Linked DNA regions of Mus musculus: region 1 is linked to region 2. A link is a contact called in public promoter capture Hi-C data. All regions are on one chromosome and are shown on one strand. Each heading gives the region's core, a stretch centred on a gene start, on an enhancer-like site or on the middle of the called end of the contact. The rest is flanking DNA. Distances are from core to core; before and after follow the strand shown.

Region 1 (6,344 bases), core at 1,329-3,828, 87 kb before region 2:
ATGGAGACCTATGAGGGGCTCTTACTATAGGTTCTAAGGGTTAGAAAGGGTCTCAGAGCTGGGCAGTGATGGCATATGCCTTTAATTCTAGCACTTGGGAGGCAGAGGAAGGTGGATCTCTATAGGTTCAAGGGAAGCATGGTCAGTTCCAGGAAAGCCAAGGCTATACAGAGAAACTCTGTCAAAAAAAAATTAAAAAGAGCTCAGAAATTGTATACACATGAACACACACAATCCATACAGTCAAATTCCCCTTCTCTTCCTTATTCCATGCTGCGTAGGTTGGTCTCAATATTTGAGCTCAAGCTATTGTCTTAGTTCAACTTCCCAACTAACTATTTCAACAGCTAGCCTGCCCCATAGCAACTGTACGGAGTCAATTGGAGCACTGATCAGTGAATCACTGCTTCTAGAGGAAACAGGATTAGCTTTCTGAGTGTGTGACAATTCTGTCAAGCAAGCACCACAAGATATTCCTTGTTTTGTGTATAAAATTATTGTTTACGGATTTGTCAATAATGAAGCAAGGCCAATAGTGTTAGTCTCACTAGGTTTGTCAATAAGCCTTAAGCACGAGAAGGCAGAAATGCAACAAAGGGGGAGGGTACTGGAAGGACCAAGTAAGACCTTGGAAATCATGGGTTTACATTGTGAGAGCTGGATTAAGAGGGTAGATTGTGTCCTAGTCTGTCCACAGATGAAAGGATGGCTTTGGGAAACATACCGTTCATCATCTCACATGTTGATTGTAGAGTTACAAACAAAGGTGAGTAGGCTAGCCCACAAATACAGACTCTTCAAATAACAATCGGCAGGTTAAAAGAACTTCCAATCAGTTAAGTTGAAGGATAAATCTGATTTTTTTTTTTTTTTTGGAGACAGGGGCTTTCTACATAGCTTTGTCTGTCCTGGAACTGGCTGTGTAGACCAGGCTGACCTTAAACTCATAGATAGCCAGCCACCTGCCTCTGCTTTCCCAAGTGTTAGGATCTGCTTGCTTTCCCAAGTGTTGCTCTGCCACATAAGAAATAATTCACACATAAGATAGGCATTATTCATAATCAAAAGAGGCTCAGGGAGCTCAGCTTTCGAACATGGACAATATTTACAGCTAGAACAATGGAAGGACAGTAAAGAAATAGTAACAGACGAGCAGTCGCTTTACCAGACATGGTCTGACCGATCGGATTATGCTTGACTGGCTGTTACAAAAAAATATGCATAGTTGCTGGGCAGTAATGGCCCAAGTCTTTAATCCCAGCTCTTGGGAGGCAGAGACAGGCGGATTTCTGTATGTGAGGCCAGCCTGGTCTACAGAGCAAGTTAGCCCCCCCCATGCACATTATAACTTCTTCTTCTTCTTCTTCTTTTTTTTTTTTTTTTTTTTTGAGACAGGGTCTCACTTTGCAGATGATTCCAGGCTGGACTTGAATTTGTTTTGAGGCATGTCCACCAGAGAACAGCACACAGACAGTCTGTTTTTTTTTTTTTTTTTAAGATTTATTTATTATTATACATAAGTGCACTGTAGCTGTCTTCAGACACACCAGAAGAGGGCGTCAGATCTCAACTCAGGACCTTCAGAAGAGCAGTGTTCTTACCCGCTGAGCCATCTCGCCAGCTCAGACACAGAAACTCTTTTTTTTTTTCTTTTAAAGGGGATAGTAATAGAGACACAGACACTCTTTTTTTTTTTTTTTTTTTTTTAAGTTTAGGGGATAGTAATATATACCTTTTTTTCCTATTTATTTATTTATTTATTTATTTATGACTGTAGCTGTCTTCAGACACCCCAGAAGAGGGCATCAGATCGCATTTCGGATGGTTGTGAACCACCACGTGGTTGCTGGGATTTGAACTCAGTACCTTTAAGAACAGTCAGTGCTCTTAACCGCTGAGCCATCTTTCCAGCCCGACACAGACACTCTTAAGGCTGAGAACAAACTTCGTATTGATGGCTCCTGGCTACAGAGGATACTTGTCCAATCATGGAAACCCACATTCTGGTTGGCACACTTCAATTAGCAAGAAACAGAACTACGGAAGCCAAAACGTAAGGTTACCACATTTAGAGACTTTCCTGTTTCCTGGAACTATGGACCAGGTCTTTGATGGATTTTGGTCTTTGTACCATTTTTGGCAGAGATCTGCCTGCCTCTTCCTCTCGTGTGGAGATATTAAAGGTGTGAACCACTAAGCCCTGATCTGACTTAATTTTTAAAAAACATCTTATCCGCACATAGAATTCTGACTTTATTAGTGTACATCGTGCTTTTTGCTCATATACTGCGTGTTGTAACTACTCTCACACATACAGAACGTCTCTAACACTCTAGAGAATCCCCACAGGATTCTGAGTTTCCTCTGAGGCCAGAGCTTCCATTTTAGGCCTTCCCTCTCTCACTGTAAAAAGAGGAAGCACAGAAACCGAGGCCTCCTTGAGAAACTTTGCCTGAGTCTAACACAGTAGGTCAAAAGAACCCATAAAGGACTTGGCTCTAGGATCGCCACGCATGCGTACATCCTCTACCCTGCCTCCTCCGGTCGGTTCCCGTAACTCGGCCCCGCCCCTGACGCTGCGGCCCCGCCCCCGACGCCTGGGGTTGGGATAATCGGACCCGACCCGGCTTTGGTTCTGCAAAGCCTCAGTCTGTAGGAGACCTTCGCTGCTGGAGCCATGCCTTCTGTCGCTTTGAAATCTCCGCGCCTGCGCCGGGTGTTCGTGGTCGGCGTTGGCATGACCAAGGTAAACAGAGTTGTGAGCAGCGAGAGATCTGCCTCTGTTATTCCCCGCAGTCCGAGGCGACAGGGAAGCGCGGCAAGGGGACGGTCACAGTCTGCGCTGCTGTCCCTCTGACCTTTCCCTCCAGAGAGGCGACCTGAGGGTGTATGATGCTGTCACTAGGGTCTCAGTATCTTGGGCTTGTTCTCTCAGTCATTTTTTTTTTTTTTAAAGATTTATTTATTTATTATATGTAAGTACATGTAAGTAAGTACATTGTAGCTGTCCTCAGATACTCCAGAAGAGGGCATCAGATTTCGTTACGGATGGTTGTGAGCCACCATGTGGTTGCTGGGATTTGAACTCCGGACCTTCGGAAAAGCAGTCGGTGCTCTTAACCACTGAGCCATCTCGCCAGCCCCTCTCAGTCATTTTTTTATTCGCCTTCCTGTTTGCTTATTCTAGCTTTTTAGTCTGTGAAGGAGCCCCCAACACAGCACAAATCTCACACTTCCTTAGATTCTAAATCCCGAGTAGGCCGGCCGGGTGGTTCACATCTCTAGTATGAGCTTTAGGAGATGCAGCCAGGAGAACTGCTGCGAGTCTGAATCATATCAAGACCTTGTTTCACAAAACAAAGCAAACCAAACCGACAAACAAAACAAAACAAACAAACATGTGGTTGCTGGGATTTGAACCCAGGACTTTCAGAAGAGCAGTCAGTTCTCTTACCCGTTGAGCCATCTCGCCAGCCCTATCTTGTCTTTCTTACCTCTAGAGCCTTGAGCTTAGCTCTAATTTACTTTGATGCACTGGGATTCTTTGTTCAGATGACTATATTCTCCTAATGTATTGCTACAGGGTGGGTACCACAATTATTTACTGCTGTATCACTCACAGTGATAAATCACTCGTGCCTAATGACAGTGAATGTTAGATGATTGATATTAAATGGATTTACTGGTGAAAGAGTTACTGTGAAGAATCTTTTTGTACTGTAAAAAAAAAAAACAAAACCCAAATTTTACATTATCTTAGTAACAGGTGAAAACAAATAATTTATTCAAAACATGTAAATAGAAAAGTTGACTAATATGTTCTAAAACTTAAAGGGCATCCCACTGTTTCTCAGAGGGGGAGCTTCTCATATAGTAAGTAGGTGGGCAGTAAAACTTTCCAGAATATTCTCTAGATTTTTTTTTAAAAAAGTATCTTATATGGCCCTGGCTGGCTTTAAACTTCTGATTCAGTCTCTCAAACTGCCCCCCCCCCTCTGAACCTGCAAGTGTCCCTGATCCCCATGCCCTGCTAGTATGTTGTTCCATTTTAAAGTGTCTTCCCATGATTGCTTAATGTCTGTTTATATGGGCTGTATAGAAAAAGCATAGTTTCTGAAAAAAAAAAAAAGATATGTTTAATTTTTTTCTAGTTGGGAGGTGGAGGTGAAGGGGATATTAATATTCCTTAGGGAAGAGAAAAAGGAATTAAAGATGGTTTCATCATTTAAGCATATATGCAGTACATGTGCTATGTGTTATATGTGAGGGTGACCGTGACAAAAATGAATAAAAGCAAGATTGGGCAGGGGACATGACTCACTCGGTAGACTGCTTGCCAAACATGCATGAAGCCCTGGGTTCTATCCCTAGTCTGCATACACCAGGCATGGTGATGTCCACCCATTGTTCCAGCATTCAGAGGGTAGAGACAGGAGAATCAGAAGTTCAAAGCTGTCCTCAAGTTTACATAGCAAGTTCAGAGCCAGCCTAGCTTTTGTAAGACCTTACTTTAACCAAAGAGCAAGGGTCAGCAAAGATGGCCAGTGTGTGAAAGGCTTGACAGTCAGAGTTTGGCCCCTTGCCCTCACTTAGTATGAGTGTGCCCCCTACACATATACACACATACTTACACACTAACAAACTGAAGATATTTATTTTATAAATATAGTATTTGTATCATATATAATATAATTTTTATAAATAAAAAATATATATTTATTTATTTATTATATTTTTTGAGACAGGGTTTCACTGTGTAGCCTGGGCTGTCTTGGAACTCACTCTGTAAACCCAGCTGGCCTTGAACTCACAGAGATCTGTCTGCCTCTGCTTTCCGAATACTGGGATTAAAGACAGATTTTTAAAAACCCACATAAACAAACAAAAAAGAAGAAAGAGAGAGAAAAAAGGAGAGTTTGACATTTTTAGTTAAGCAAGGAAGATTGAAAAAATGAACTTATCTCTTGGTTTTTTTTTCTTCCAAGTATCATTAAAACAGTGAGGAACAATACACATTGGAGCAGCAACTGTAGGAGAGATGCCAGAAAATATTAAAAGCGGATGGAAGCCAGGTTTGGTGGCATCCCGGCACTCTGCAGGTGGTGGCAGAATTGTCTCAAAACCAAACAAAACCCAACTACCACAAAAAAGGGGAATTAATTGAAATTCTCCGTGTGATGCTACCTAGCTTTGTTTGTAGGAAACATACCCAAATGTATACTACCTTCCTGGCAGAGGTTGGGGGAAATATTTGAAATGATTCCAGGAAAAAGTCAGCTTGATGTGACATTGTCTTGTGGTGAAACTTAGCAGATGATGAGTTTCACTCATGCTCAGACACCTTAAATAGCATTAAATAACATTAAAAAAAGGCTAATGTTACTGTGTGTATGGGGTGTGTGTGTTTGTGTATGGTGTGTGTGTGTGTATGGTATGTGTGTATGGTGTGTATGTGTGTATGGTGTGTGTGTGTGTATGGTGTGTATGTGTGTGTGTGTTGTGTGTGTGTGTGTGTATGGTGTGTATGTGTGCACGTGTTTGTGCACATGCAGTGGTGAGCACTCTCTGAGCTCAGATGACAACTTTGTGGAGTTGATTTTGTCTGTCCATCTTTTTGTGAGTTGTGAGGAGTCCGGGTCACCAGACTTATATGGCAAGCACCTTTTACCTGCTAAACCATCTTGCCAGCCCTGTTGAAACTTTTTATTACTTTTTAAATTGGTTATTGGCCCTGAGGATCAAACCCAGTGCCTTAAGCTGGGAGATGCTGTAACACTGAGGTAGGGTCCTAAGCTTCCAGGATAGGAAGTTTGAAGGCAGCCTGAGCACACAAGAAGCCCTGTCTCAAAAATCCAACAAACAAACAAACAAACAAACCAACAGTGAATGCACAGAAATACTGAAGCTGAGTGGGAAGCAGTAATGTGAATATAATGAGATTTTTCATCTGTTAAAACTATTCCTAGCACGACCACACGAAGAGACCTAGAAACAGTAACCAAATCAATGGTACTCTAGATGCTAAGACCTAGGTCCTGAAATATCTTTATTTTTTTTCCAGAGAGAGGGTCTTACTTAATCCCATTCAGGCCTCAAACTCACTATGTAGCTGTGGATAACTTTGAACTTGTAACCCTCCTGCCTCTGCCTCCTGAATATCCAGATTACAGATGTGTGCTACCATGTCCTGTTTCTGTGCTCCTGGGGATAGGGCCCATGCGTGTTAGATACTCTACTGACTGAGTTAGACCTCCAGGCTCCCAGGCCCTTAACCCCTGAAATATCTTTTTCTGTGTAGAGAACCAATTGGTTGAAGAAATTACAAAATCTAGGTGAGGTAAGAA
Region 2 (6,645 bases), core at 4,144-6,643:
GATTTTGGATGTGTCTGGAGACTGCTGCAACAAACAGCTCTTTAATTCTTGGTAAGAACAGAGAATATTGGGCTAGATTTCTGGCCCTTGAGAAGTGTGGAATCCGATTCCACTTGGCTGGATGTTTTATCTGGTAGGGGATTCGAGCCAGACTTCTTGAAGAAGTGTAGCCTGGCGGTAGGATGCTTTCCTAGTGTGTGCGAGGCCTGGGCTGGAGAGATGCCTCAGTGGTTTAGATCATGGGCCGCTGAGTTTGATTCCCAGCACAAACGTGAGGTGGATCACAATTGTCTGAGATTCCAGTCCCTGGGGGATCCCGTGTCTCCTGTTCCTTGCTTACCTGCATTCATGTGTAAATACACCCACACACACATACAAGTAATTAAAATTTAATCTTTAAAGAAAATAAGGTTGCATAAGTTACAGACAAACAGTAAGTACTAATTTTATAATCAACTACCCACTATTAACCTTTTTTTTCACTTGCAAGTTATTTTACAATTCACTTATTAGAATATGGCGCCTTCTGTAGTGTGAAAGACACAGGGCTGTCCAATACTAGGTACTTAGGGTGGGAATAAATGGACACAAAGAAACTACATGAATGGTTGGCTTAGGCAGCTCAAAGAAGCCTTAGGTGTGATGAGATGATAGCCAAAGGCCTGTGACTCCAGCTCACACATGTGAGCAAAGGAGAAAGAGATCAGGGAGGGTTCGAGTTTGCTTTGTGATTACACATTGGAAATCAATTGAGGACCAGAGAGATGGCTCCATGGTTAAGAGCACTGGCTGTTCTTCCAGAGGACCCGGGTTCAATTCCCAACACCCACATGGTGGTTCATAACCATCCATAACTCCCATTACAGGGGATCTGACACCCTGGACACCAGGTGCATGCATCGTGCACACACACACACACACACACACACACACACAAACACACATACAGGCAGGCCAGAAACTCATAGATTAATAAATACATCTTTAAAAAAAAAAAGAAGAAGAGTCATTTGAACTTGGCAATAAAAACTGATAGTGATCAGAATAGAGGCACTGGGCTGGCGAGATGGCTCAGCGGGTAAGAGCACTGACTGCTCTTCCGAAGGTCCTGAGTTCAAATCCCAGCAACCACATGGTGGCTCACAACCATCCGTAATGAGATCTGATGCCCTCTTCTGGTGCATTTGAAGACAGCTACAGTGTACTTACATATAATAAATAAATAAATCTTAAAAAAAAAAAAAAGAATAGAGGCACCAACCACAGATGTGTGTTATCCCTGAAGATGATGTGAGACAGACATTAGTGATAGGCGAGTGGTCATCTGAACAGAGACCACAACATCCCACTGATGGCCAGTTCTGAGGACTTCTCCCTTTAAAATATTTCTTCTGTAAGCCAGAAAGAAGACTTGTTCCTCTTGTTTATACTTATACTTGGACTTGTTCATAACTTTGGAAGAAGTGGACTCTTCAAAAGCTTTCAAGTTTTCAGTGTGTAAGCAGCCTCGGGTGTACCGTCTGACTGGTCCTCCTGGGACCATTGAATGGCTGCTGCACATGAGAATCTCACTGGGCTGAACCTGAAGACCCACATTCCAATTCTGCCTCCAACTGTGGTTTTCTCATCATTCTCTGCTTCCTTGATGAGTTTTGTCTTTGTGTGTGTTCATGTGCACGTGTGCACATGTCTTTGGAGACCAGAGGTCCTCACTAGGTATCTTTCTCAGTTGCTCTCCACCTTGGGTTTTGTTTTTGTTTTGGGGGGTTTTTTGTTTTGTTTCGTTTTGTTTTTGAGACAGGGATTTTCTGTGTAGCCCTGGCTGTCCTGAAACTCACACTGTAGACCAGTCTGGACTCGAACTTAGAAATCTGTCTGCCTCTGCCTCCCAAGTGCTGGGATTAAAGGCATGTGCCACCACTGCCTGGCTCCACCTTAGTTTTTGATACAGGGTCCCTCAAGCTTACTGATTTGGCTAGACTGGCTGGCCAGTGAGCTCTCAGGGTTGGCCTGTTTATGCCTCCACAATACTAGGGTACTTTGCAGACGTGCTGCCATGTCTGGCTTTTCTATGGGTGCTGGTTATCCAAACTTCAGGTTGTCAGGCTTGGATGGCAAACATTTTAAAAATTGGTCCATGTTTCCACCCTTTTTACCCTAGTTTTTGGGAGCCTAGAATTCACCAATTAAGCTAGACTAACTGCCAGCAAGCCCCATAGATCCTGTCTCTACCCAACACCTCCCATTTCTGAGACTATAGGTACACACCATTAAGCTTTATTTTTTAGATATGGGTGCTGGGAATTGAACTCAGGTCTTCCTGTAAGCACTTTACCGACTGAGCCATCTCTGCAGTCCCAAGTCTTGGCCTCTGTCAAAAGCCTTCAGTCAGATGTGAGAGTTCCGGGCCTATAAGCTTTCTTACTTGAGAAGTAGTAGGCAAACAGATCAAAAGCTCAAGATATGGGCAACTTGATGAGGTCCTGTCTCAAAATTTAAATAAATAAACAAATAATAGAGGGCTGAGGATGGGGCTTAGCAGGCGATCGTTTGCCTGGTATGCATAGTGACCTGAGTTCAATCCCCAGTACTAATGATAAAACAGCAGCAACAAGAAAACCTTTAGAGAGGCCCCGCTGACCCAAACAGCACTCTGTCTGATCAAGCTCCTGTCGGCCACTCAGCACTCAGGACTCTGCTCGTGGATGAGGAAAGGTCTTGAGTCCTGAGCTCAAGGGAGGAGGAATTCGCTTCTTCTCTGACGGTAAAGAATGATAAATAGCGTGCTGTTCCTTTTCTCTCCTTTTCAGTATCAACTCCCCACACCCACTCCAGCAAGCCTTCTTGTCCTTCAGCCTTAGCTCCATGTCCCACAGGCTCTGTCTTCCCTCTGTCTTTGTGTTGCTTCCTTCTCTTTTTAGCTGGAAGGCACTTGGCCTGGCAGTACAGGAGGTCCTTATCTCTCGACACTTGTCATCTTCAAGAGAGACCTTAGTGTATAAGTGTGTTACTGGTCTGTTAATTCAGGCATGGGGCGCTAGAGTGTGAGTGTAGGGAGCCAGGACAAACTCCAGTGTGAGCCCTCCCTCACCTTGTGCTTGCTGAGACAGCTTTGGGGATTCTGTCTACTTCCATCTCCTTGTCAGAGTGCTCTAGAGTTACAGACATATGAGCTGCAGTGTGTGGCTTTTACATGGGTTCTGGGGACCTGAACTCAGGGTATTAGGCTTGTGCAGCACGTGTTACCTGGTGAGCCATCTCTCCACCCCCACCCCACCCCTTTTAGAGACAGAACTTCACTGTATAGTCCAGCGGCCTCAAACTTGCTGTCTTCCTGCCCAAGCCACCTAAATGCTAGGATAACAGGCATGCCCCTTGATATTAGTCTGTGTTTCTATTGGACATCTCTTGGAGTTCAGTCAGGTCTGGATAACAGTCTTATAAAAGCAGCTGTCTTTTTTTTTTTTTTTTTTTTTTTTTTTGGACTTACTGTGAGACCAGAGCTGTGCAGAGAAGACCTGGAATTTTTCTGTTTAATGTAGACAGTTTTTAATGCATTTCCCTTTGGGCCCAGGTCTACTTGACCCCATACACTGTAGTGATCTTAGACTGAACAGATGCTGACTCTGAGAAGCAGCATGAAGGAGCCGAAGTGCACAGGTAGTCAGCTGGGTACCCATCCCTTCTGAAGGCCGGAGGGTCACCTCCGTTTCCTCCTGAGACACTCACAATCCCTCCAGGCTGTAATGTAGCTGGTGCCTTCAGCACCACACAGACACAGTACGTGTGTGGGCACTGGCTTGGCAGAGCTAGTTTTGATGGTAGCAGAAGTGAGTGTGTAGTGTTCTAAGTGCCTAGCCCTAAAACACCCTGACCCTTCCAGGTGTATTCTACCGTACCTCCCCCACAGGGCTGGCCAGGATGTTTAAGGACAGTGCCTGGCACTTCGTTGGCACTCAGCATGTGCTGATTTTTCTTGTTCTAGAAGATTTTTGGTTCATGGGTAAACCAGCCAATAGAATCCAGTTCTTTTAGCTCCACTTGAATCTAGGCTCTGTCCAGAAAACACAAGATGCATCTCTGTTGGGCCCTGTCCAATCTTGTGAATCATACCAACTTTCAAGTTTGAGCTCAGAGAAGATTGGAATTTGAGGCCAAAGAAGGCAAAATATTTCCCTTTCCCATTCGTGTTAAGTTCTTCAGTGATGGGTAATGGAAACAGATGGCTGTGGGTTCAAACACAGGCTCTATCCCTACCTACCTGCCTGTTTGCATCACAGACGACTTTTGCAATGGGTAGATGGGCCAGAACCCCAGCTCCGAATGATGATGTTAGTTACGCAGCCAAGCACAGGCCACATCCTTACTTATTAGATGGGGAAATAATCTTCCTTTGCAGGGCTGTAAGGACTAGAGACTAATGCATGGAGATATAAACTGACTGCCTGGCAGCACAGGAGGGAAAGGTCTGCAGCCACTTTAACCAGAGCCCTTTAGGGTCTCGGCAGTTTAGGTGGCCAAGTGGTTCCACATTTGATTTATTATCTTTATCCCTCTCCGAGAGCCAAGTAGGTCCTGCCCAAAGGCCACAGCACGTAGAAGACAGGTTTGTTTCACAGCAGAGGTGCCAAGTAGCACCCAAACCCAGTCTCACCCGCCTTTCCACCACGAAGCCCTTGGCGCCAAACAGTGTTGCTTCAGCTGCTAGTACTTAATGTGCCTGTGCTTGGAACCATTTTCAGCTCCTGGGAGCAATATGGAGTGCTCCCTGCTCAGTCCCTTGCTTTCTCCGCGACTAGAACCTGTGTGCTTGAAGACTCCGGTCCAGTTTAACTCTCCTTCAAGGTTCACCAAGTTGTGGGCCCAGGGCCAGTGGAGTGAGGGTGGATGGTGGGGAGGAGAAGGAGGAATTTTGACAGGAAGGGGTCCAGAAGGGTCTTGGCTGACGCAGCATTAGCCATGCTCCGGACCCTAGGGTGGGAGAGGGAACAGGGAAGGTACTTGTGCCCGGGAAGGTTGCAAACTCCTTGAGGAAGAAGCTGAGCGCGGAGGAACTGGAAGGAAGGAGCCCTCTCGGTTCTCCTCAGGTGCGGGGGGCCTGCCTGGGTGCGGTCCCAGCCCGCAGGCTGGCAGGCGGAGGTGGTGCGCTGGAGGCACCCGGTGTTGGGGGCGTGGTGCTGCGGCCGGCCGGGGCGGCGGCGCGAGCTCCCGGGAAGTGGGCCCCCCGCCAAGCCCGGCGCCGTGGGCTCGGCCCTCCCTCTCGGCGCCCAGCGGGACCCTGCGCCTGTGTCGGGAGAGGCCGGCGTCCGGCAGATGCACGCGGGGCGGGGGCCGGGGGAGAGGCGGGGAGAGAGAACCCACAACAAAACTTGGCTCGCTGCGCCCACGGCTCGACTTGAATGACAGGAGCCGGCGCCCGCGGAGCGCAGCGGACACCCGCGAGCCTGTTCCGCCCACGGCGCGGCGCGCAGCGGCAGGTAGGACGCGGGCAGCCGGTGAGCCGAGGGACCACGGGCCACCGGCTGCGCCCGGGCAGCTCTCTCTGACATCCCGCCGTGCTCCCACTGCCACAGCCGCGATAGGGGAGGATCGCCGTATCCCACCCTGTCGGGCGGACCCCGCGCAAGGGGCACGGTTAGGCACACCTCCATATGGGGTGGCGGCCCCCCTGCGGGATCCGGAGCAAGGGGCAGGGGACCCTTTTTTTACTCGATATTCAGTCCCTGCCTTCGGGCTCCTCCCGCTGCGCACATCTGGAAAGAATCTGCGAGCGGATGGGGAGGGGAGGTGGAGGCACACGGGCGGGTGACAGGGACTGTGGGGGCAGGTGGAACTGGGAAGGGGCCTGAACCTCTGCACCGAGAACTGGGACCCAGGGCATCCTGCGTCTTTTCACGTCAGTTTGTCGGGGGCTTCACCGAGTCCAACACCGACCTCTTTACATACAGAAACAAGCACAGAAAGGCAGATATCAGTCCCCAGGGAGCCAGGGCAGGTGAGGCGCACAGTCAAGCAGCGGAACTTGGTTTCGGCAGTTTAGGTGCAGTCTAACTAACACAGGGCACTGCACTCCGACCATTCCGTCTAGGCAGCTGCTTCCAGCGGAACACAGAAAGGGACAGGGCAAGGAGCACGGTCGTCCCCAGGTTGTGTGGGTCTCAGAACCACTATCAGCCTGGTGCAGGGTGGGGGTTGGGGTGGACCGGGATGGGTGAGTTGGAATAGCTGACCTGCAGTCAGGTGGAAGAAGGGGGTGGGGTCGGCTTGGGATTCCAGTGCTGGGGCCCCGGGTTGGGAGGCAGCTGCTGCTGAAGAAGGCGTGCAGGGAGGGCTGTCGCCCAGGCTAGGATGCAGGTGTGCAAGAGGTGGCAGGAGGATGAGCATTAGCAGCCTGCATGTCTGCTGGGGGAGGTGCAACCGCGCTCTGCCTGGCACGAAGAGGCACCTGGTCTGCTGGGCAGACCCCTGGGTAGGCCTTTCCTTCTCCACCTCTCCCTTTTGCCCTGGAAAAGCCCAAATGACCAGATCCCGGGCTCACAGGGCGAACACCACTGGGAAGGGCCCGGGCTGCTCTGGAAAAAGTCATCAATGACTGGTCTGGGGCTTCTGCCCCCTTCCGTACACTCTCGGAGCCCTTGGCCCAGT

Evidence for each region. Capture Hi-C pulls out chosen DNA fragments and counts their contacts.
Region 1: a promoter capture Hi-C map of liver shows a contact between it and region 2. The contact joins the promoter of Scp2 here to the promoter of Podn in region 2. A contact is called at or near these places in 10 of 39 promoter capture datasets (the 3T3-L1 cell line, 3T3-L1-derived adipocytes, cranial neural crest and 6 more), 1 of 15 datasets of contacts at CTCF or cohesin (the NIH/3T3 cell line), 4 of 484 Hi-C or Micro-C datasets (DN2 thymocytes, bone marrow-derived macrophages and liver), 2 of 115 datasets of contacts at active chromatin or transcription factors (both in embryonic stem cells) and 3 of 9 other capture datasets (adipose tissue, liver and pancreatic islet).

What each region holds. Positions count from the first base shown.
Region 1 is chr4:108,114,781-108,121,124 of GRCm38.p6, reverse strand. It overlaps Scp2 (sterol carrier protein 2, liver), which reads left to right and starts at 2,578. Exons shown (of 16, transcript NM_011327.4): 1 at 2,578-2,746. The coding sequence starts at 2,678.
Region 2 is chr4:108,030,702-108,037,346 of GRCm38.p6, reverse strand. It overlaps Podn (podocan), which reads left to right and starts at 5,393. Exons shown (of 13, transcript NM_172874.4): 1 at 5,393-5,477.